Linked DNA regions of Anas platyrhynchos: region 2 is linked to region 1. Evidence: chromatin contacts called from public Hi-C data. All regions are on one chromosome and are shown on one strand. Each heading gives the region's core, a stretch centred on a gene start, on an enhancer-like site or on the middle of the called end of the contact. The rest is flanking DNA. Distances are from core to core; before and after follow the strand shown.

Evidence for each region. Hi-C and Micro-C count contacts between places; a contact is called where the count stands out from the background.
Region 2: a Hi-C map of skeletal muscle shows a contact between it and region 1, with 2.6 times the contacts expected there. The contact joins the promoter of PPRC1 here to the promoter of ARHGAP19 in region 1. A contact is called at or near these places in 2 of 8 Hi-C or Micro-C datasets (skeletal muscle and subcutaneous adipose tissue).

The regions. Positions count from the first base shown.
Region 1 is chr6:26,897,432-26,901,200 of IASCAAS_PekinDuck_T2T, reverse strand. It overlaps ARHGAP19 (Rho GTPase activating protein 19), which reads right to left and starts at 1,334. Exons shown (of 12, transcript XM_038181002.2): 1 at 1,245-1,334. The coding sequence starts at 1,288.
Region 2 is chr6:27,071,923-27,076,064 of IASCAAS_PekinDuck_T2T, reverse strand. It overlaps PPRC1 (PPARG related coactivator 1), which reads left to right and starts at 1,733. Exons shown (of 14, transcript XM_038181448.2): 1 at 1,733-1,927. The coding sequence starts at 1,766.

The DNA.
Region 1 (3,769 bases), core at 85-2,584:
GCAGAGCAGGAGCCTGCCAGGGGGGATTTGGGGCAGGCTAGGATGTCAAAAGCTGGATGCAGCCCGCTCCTCCACAGCTCGCAGGGCTGCAGAGTGCCCTTGTGGAAGCCCCAAGGCGTTCCAGCATCCTGTCTGAACTCCAGCTAAAACAAAACGGGAAACCAATGCTGGCTCCCCTGAGAACGCGCGGCCTCTGCAAAATCAGCGCTGCCACACTACCGCTCAAGAAGAAAGGATGTTTCTGGGCGGACTCCAAATTATTAGAGGTTTACAGGCCAAAAGCAAACATATTAGAAGTTTTTGTTAGCCAGCTGGCAGGCAATTATTTAAGCAGCTTATCGCATTCCCCGCTATCTGCGGTTTCTGAACAACAACAAAAAAAAATACGAGGGAACTCTAGATAGCTTTATGTGATTACCTAGCGCAGGGGTGAGAAAGGCCAAGAGCCAGGGAGCGAGGCTGGACCTGAGAAGTACAAGGAGAGGCTGGGACCCAGCAGACGTATGTGTGCCCATGGCCTCAGCGCTGCCCAGGCTCTACACCACGTTCCCAAGAGGAACATGACTTTGGTGCGATCACTGAGCACGAGCCATCGCTCCCACCCTGCCGTCTCCTTCCCGTCTGCCTGTGCCTCTGGTGAAAGCAGCACATGGCTGCCCTTTGGGACAAGGGATTCAGCTTCCAGCATCCCGGCCGCACCCAGGCACCTTTCAGCAGCGCTGGTGAAGCCCAGGGGCATTTCCATGTGCATGCGAATGTGCACACAGCGCCCAGGCGATGAGTGGGCTGGCGAGGAGACCCAGACGCTGCTCTGGGAGATGTGTGCACGCCGCTCTCCCCCTTCAGACAAACACACAACCGACTGAAGCACAGCAGAACAAGGATCCCGTTGTGCGAGCCCATCCCAGGCCCTGCATGGGAACAGGAGGGGGTGTCACACGCGAACATACACACATACAAACGCCTCGACGTTTGGCCATGAAGCCAGGCCTCCAGCGAGCACATCCCTGTCTGCAGCAGGACACAGAGGGCAATTGTCCCCTCTCAGGGCCTGTTTACGACGTGAGCCGTGCTCCAGCTGCTCGGGGACGCTGCCCAGGGGCTGGAAACCTCCCCCCTCAGCCACCTCCCCCCTCAGCCTCCCCTCAGCCACCTCCCCCCTCAGCCTCCCCCTCAGCCTCCCCCTCAGCCTCCCCCTCAGCCTCCCCCTCAGCCTCCCCCTCAGCCTCCCCCTCAGCCCCTACCTGCGGCCGCCCCTCCCGCCGGCTGCCGGCGCTCCCGCCGCCATTTCAGCTCATACCTGCCGCCCCGCCTCCCCATTGGCCCGCCGTGCCACCCGCGGGCCCGCCCCCTTCCTGGATCCCGCCCTGCCATTGGTTGCAGACAAAGGCGCCCCGCCGCCGTTGGTCGGTTCGAACGAGCACTGGGCCAACGAATGCGCGCGGCGGCGCAACGGATACCGCCCCCCCGCGCGCGGGGCACGCTGGGAGTTGTAGGCGAGAGGGAGGTGGAGGGGCGAGGAGGGTGAGGGCCATTTTGCCTGGGGCTGAGCATCCCCTGGGGCTGGGGGTGCGGGGGGAGCCCGCACGGCGCCAGGCAGGGGCCAGGAGGCTGCTTGCTGCCTGCAGGGCCGCCACCTGCCAGCCTGGGGCTGTGCGCAGAGCTGTGGTGGTAGCACTCAGTACCCACACACCAGGCAGCCCAAATTTTAGCATTCAGTATAAAAATGTACACGGCTGCCCTCCTAAGGGAGCTTTAAAACGTGGTTTATAAGCAAATTGTGCAGCAGGACCTGCCCCGGCCTGCAGAGACAACACGGTGCTGCAGAAGCACCCATAAACCCCAATGCCTACCCCCAAAAACCTCAGCTACTGTCTCTGCACTAACCTTTTATAACCTTTGTTCACCATTAAGGAGAAATACAAGGATGAGAAACAACAGACAAGCACTTTTCTTCCTCTTTTCCATTCTGCATGAAGCACCTGCCTTGCCCCTAGCCACAGTCCCCGTTCCCCTGCACACTCGGTACACACAGGTTTGCACGCAGCATACAGCAGCTTTTGGTTATGAAAAAAACACTTTTTAGGAACAGTAAGTGAAAGGGTAGATCAGAACGCTGAGGGGACTGGAAATTAATCTGACAGGTTTTTTTTAATTGACTAGATTTCAGCTGGAGTGGTCCCCTGGCATCTTAAACCTCCGCACTTAATTATCTCGCTGCCACTCATTTCGGCACAAACACCAAGTTCCTCTCATGCTACCGCCCCCAGGAGGGTTTCTCCCGTCCCTGCACCTCACTGTGTGCCAAATCTTCACACTGCGGAGGCCCAGGTGTGCCAGCAAGGAGCCCCAAGGGCACTGCGGTGTGCTCAGTGTGCGAGGGTCCAGCCCTGCAGGATGCAGGAGGGGACAGCCCCCAGGGCACATTTGTCCCTCACAGGGGGACGTGGCACCCCTCACCCTGCCCCACAGCAGGGCTGCCCTAGGGCTCCCCTGGGATGCAGCTCTGCTCCCTGCCAGGGGCAGCTGCTGCTGGGGAGGGGGCTTGAGTCCCAGCCAGCCCCCCCCGGGCAGGATGACGTCTCCTCTCCCAGGGTTTCTATTGCATTACATGATTAATTAGCTGATTAACAAGATGTTGTTGTGGAAGAATCTGTTCTCTGGACACCGGCTCAGGCAACACCATCCTCTGTGCTAATGAAACTCTTCTGTTCCACGCAGGCGTGCACTAATTTAAGCAACAACATGCAAATGAAGAACAATACAGTGAGTAATCTGGAGCTTTTAAATGAATTAGCTACAGCCTTCTCCAGGCTCTGTCTCCAAGGAGAGAAGAGAGCAGGAAGATAGATGGCTCCAGCGGGCCCAGAGCCACAGGGTACAGGTGCTGGCTGGCTTGGAAGGTGACCTCCATCTGTCCCACCATGTCCTGCCCTCAGGGGATGGAGGAGCCAGGCCTCCCCCTCAAGCTTTTAAAGGGATCATGAAACAACAAAAAGCAGAGAAGAGCCACAAAACTGGATTTGCAGCCTCCAGCAAGCAGCCTGCAGTAAGAGGCTGAACAAGCACAATCCGTTTAGCTTGTTAGGAGTCTGAAAAGCATTACAACTCCAGAACATAAGCTACCACAACATGAAATGACAAAAGACTAAAGGCTTCTTAACACAGAAGAGGAAAGGGAAGCCAGATCTGTTCACAAACGCGTGTTCTTTGCACCATGAGCCATGGGACCTGTACCCTCCAGCCACTGCCCTCACCTCCATTCTTTTCTTCAGCATGCTTTGGCCAAACCCCATCTTTTGGGCTCGGTGCAGAAGTAACTGAGTGAGAACTGATACTTAGGCCAACCTGAGATGTCTGGGGCAGCTGAAGGTTCGGGGTTATTGGTGCTGCTTGGGTGCAGGTGGTAGGGAGGTGGTGAGAGCGGGGGAAAGGCCCACACAGCTCTCACAGGTAAGACAAAGGGCCAGCCAGCGAGGTTAGCAGCAGCAGCAGCTTTTCAGACAATTAGAAGAAAAATGCAACAAACTCTTCCTGCCTTGCAAGCAGGCCTGGCTGAACTGATCAAAGCAGAGGCAGAAACCTGTGACAGCCAAAGAGCAGACACAGCGCCTGTGGCACAGAGCCCACAGCTGAGGGATGGCCCAGGAAAGTCACCCCGTGCTGAGTGATGGGGTTGTACAAGGACACGGGCTGCAGCAGAGAACTTCCCACCAGCTCTGGCTTCTCCTCCCAGCCAGCCCCCTCGCCGCTCTCCATGCCACAGCCT
Region 2 (4,142 bases), core at 484-2,983, 170 kb before region 1:
CCAGACCCCAAAGCATCTGGTCCCACACACAACCCAACACCCAAGGCCTGTACCCCAACACAGCCAGCCCCAAACACAGCCCTACGGCCCAGACCCAGACCCCAACACAGCCAGTCCCCAAAAACAACCCCAAAAAACAAGGCCCATACAATACCAACAGTCCCAAACACAGCCCAACAGCCAAGACCTCTACTCCAACACACCTGGTCCCAAACACATCCCAACAACCAAGACCCAGACCCCAATGCAGCCAGACCCCAAAGCAACCCAAAAAACGAGACTTGTACCCCAGTATAGCCAGCCCCAAACAGCCCAGCCCCTGATGCAGCCAGACCCCAAAACAATCCCAAAAACAAGGAACCATACAACACCACCAGTCCCAAACACAACCCAGCAGCCAAGACCCAGACCCCAGAGACACCGGTCCCAAGCACAACCCAACACCCAAGACCCAGACCCCAACGCAGCCAGCCCCAAACACAGCCCAACAGCCCAGACCCAGACCCCAATTCACCTGGTCCCACACACAACCCTACACCCAAGACCCATACCCTAATTTAGCCGGCCCCAAACACAACCCAATAAATAAGACCCATACCCCAATGCAGCCAGTCCCAAACACAACCCAACACCCAAGACCCATACCCTAACTCAGCCAGCCCCAAACACAACCCAACACCCAAAACACATACCCCAACACAACCCACCCCAAACACAGCCCAACAAACTAGACTGGTACCCCAATACAGGCAACCCCAAACACAGCCCTACAGCCCAGACCCACACCCCATACAACTATGGGGTGGGTGCCATTCCCCAACGCAGCCCCAGGCCCTCAGTAGGGCCATGTGGGGGCAGCGGGTCCCCTGAGGACACAGCAGGGTGGGAGGGCCGGGGTCAGGCAGCCGCAGAGCAGCGGGCAGGAAGGAAGGAGGCTGGTGGGGTGTATGGGGAGCTGGAACCCGCTGCCCTACACAGCCCTCTGCAGGGACAGCAGGGCCACTAGGCAGGGACAACCCATCACAGCCCGGGTCACACCGTGCCCGGGCAGCAATGGGGGCAGAACAAGAGGGCAGCCCCCGGTCCCGGTCCCGGTCCCGGTCCCGGTCCCGGTCCCGGTCCCGGTCCCGGTCCCGGTCCCGGTCCCGGTCCCGGTCCCGGTCCCGGTCCCGGTCCCGGTCCCGGTCCCGGTCCCGGTCCCGGTCCCGGTCCCGGTCCCGGTCCCGGTCCCGGTCCCGGTCCCGGTCCCGGTCCCGGTCCCGGTCCCGGTCCCGGTCCCGGTCCCGGTCCCGGTCCCGGTCCCGGTCCCGGTCCCGGTCCCGGTCCCGGTCCCGGTCCCGGTCCCGGTCCCGGCGGCTCCGTGCACTCCCGCCCCCTGCCCACGTGTTGCCGCGCACCCGGCACCGCGGGAAAACGCGCGCCGGCCCCGCCCACCAGGGCGCTTCCCGCCACTGACGCCACCCGGCCCCGCCCACCACCCCCCCTCCTGCCTTTTGCCCGCTGCCAACATGGCGGCGAAGCCTCAGCTCCCGCCCTCTCCCAAGATGGCCGCCCCCCTCTCTGTCCGTGCCTCCTCGTCCCATCTCCCCCCTCTGTTTCCCTCCGCGCCGGCAGCGAAGGGGTGCTCTCCCAGCACGCCCCGCGCGGGGCCGGGAGGTTGGGGGGGGTGCTCCCCGCGCGGTGCCCGCTGGGAGTTGTAGTCCGCGGCCGGCGGCGATCACGTGGCGCGCCCGGCAGTGGCCGCGTTGGGAGCGGAGGCGCCAAGATGGCGGCGCGGCGGGGCGGAGCGGGGCCCGCCGGGGCCGGGGCCGGGACCGGGATCGGGGCCGGGATCGGGCCCGGGGGCCCGGCTGGGGCCGGGTCCCGGGGGCCGTGTCCCGGCGGCGCCCCCCGGCCGGCCCCGTTCCGCGCCGGCAGCCCCCTGCAGGTAGGAGGCGGCCGGGGAGCGCCCGTGACACGTGGAGGGCCGGGGCGGCTCCCGCCGGGGCGGCGGCGGCTCCACGTGGAGCGGGGGGAACGGGGGGAAACGGGGGGGAACGGGGGTGTCCTGCACCGGGGGGCGCTGGGCTGGGGGGTGCGGGGTGCCGGGGTGTCAGGGGATCGGGGGTTTTGGGGTCGGGTTGTGGCACAGCAGGGTTTGGGGTACGGAGGGGTTTTGGGGCCGGGGTGTGGGTTACCGGGATTTGGGGGGTTTTGGGAGCCCCTCGTGAGCTATCAGCACTTTAGGATATCAGGGTTTGGGGACCGGATTGTGGGATACCGGTGTTTTAGGATACCAGGATTTTTGGGACCAGCTTATGGGTTACCAGCACTTTAGGATATCAGGGTTTTTGGGGCCAGGTTGTGGGTTACCAGTGTTTTAGGATATCAGGATTTTGGGACCTGCTTATGGGGTTACCAGCATTTTAGGATATCAGGATTTTGGGACCCCCGTATGCAATACCAGCACTTTAGGATATCAGGGTTTTTGGGGCCAGGTTGTGGGTTACCAGCGTTTTAGGATATCAGGGTTTTGGGACCAGCTTATGGGGTTACCAGCATTTTAGGATATCAACTTTTTAGGGACCAGCTTACGGGCTACCAGCACTTTAGGATATCAGGACTCTGGGACCAGCTTATGGGCTACCAGGGTTTTAGGATATCAGGATTCGGGGACCACGTTATGGGGTTAACAGCACTTTAGGATATCAGGATCTTGGGACCAGCTTATGGGGTTGACAGCATTTTAGGATATCAGGATTTTGGGACCCCCGTATGCAATACCAGCACTTTAGGGTATCAGGATTTTAGGGACCACCTTATGGGCTGTCAGGATTTTAGGGTCCAGCTTACAGGCTACCACCACTTTAGCATATCAGCTTTCTGGGGGAAGCCACCCTCCTGTCACCACCCCACACCCTTTTGGCCGCGCTCCCTGGGCGAGGCGTGCGGCAGGTTTTTTGGGGCCGAGCGGCGGGATTTTGGGGCCGAGCGGCGCGGCGCTGCGTGACGCTTCCCCCAGGCAGCCGAGGAATCCTCCGAGCATCCTCCCCGCTGCCGGGGCCACCCCGCGCGGCTCTCCCCGCCTTGGCAGCTCGCGTGTCCTCGCTGACAGCCCCCGGGCTTTGCGTGGCTCTGTGGGGTCCCCGCTCACCCCACAAGGAGCTGGGATGGACGCGTGCACGTGGAGCCCTTGATTTGGGTGCTCGGGTAGCAGGGCAGCGGGTTAAACACCCCGTTGGCGTACCCAAATATCCTTTTGGGGTTGTGGGTGTCTTCTTGATGCCCCGCTGGTGATGCCCCGCGTCCACCCGGGGTGCCGTGGTGCCTGACCCTAAACACCAAACGGGGGCAGAGGAGGCGTTGGGGGCTGTTTGGGGCTGTTTTTGGGGAGGGGAGCAGCCCGGGCGGCTTCGTGCCCCCGCCCCGACGCGGTGCTGGCGGCCGGGGCAGGAGGAGGTGCCCGGCCCCAGGAGGATCAAAGGCAGTCCCGGGGGGAACGCGGCCGCCGGTGACTCAGAGCTGCGGGGCCTCCTCGCCAGGTGCTGAGTCAAAGGAGTCGGGGAGGGCCGGGAGATGCCGGGACGGGGCCGTGCTGCCGTGGGGATGGGTTCTCCCGGCCTGGGTTCGCCCCCCGGTGTGTTTTGGGGGAGGCCGGCTGGCTGGCGGCTCCCCCCCGGCGCTCCCAGGGCTCCGTCCTTGGTGCCCTTATCACGCCCGTCCCTGTTATCTCTGCCCCAAACCCGTCTGCAAACGGGAATTCCAGTCCTGTCCCGTGCGCTGCACCTGGCCCAGGGCAGGAGCCGGCCTCGGTGGGACGCCCAGGGCAGGGGGCCGGGGGGGAACGGGGCGCTGGGGGATGGATTTTGGCTCTGGCGCTGGCGGCTGCTGAGCCCTGCTGCTGAGCCCTGCACATTCGTGTGAGTTTTGTGATGTTTGGGGCTTAGCCGAAGCGCTGGAGCTGGAGAGCTGTGGGGTGTGGGGCCAGGCTGCCTCTTGGGTACGAGAGGAGCGTGGAGCTGGGAGTCGCTTTGCCCGGTTCCCCTTCACCAGCCCCAAAACTCCCCGAGAGCTCCGGGCATCAGTGGGAGGTGTGGTGCCCCCTGGGGTACCCCAAAGGGTTTTAGGATTAGGAGGTCCCCATGGCGCTGAGCTGGCTGCCC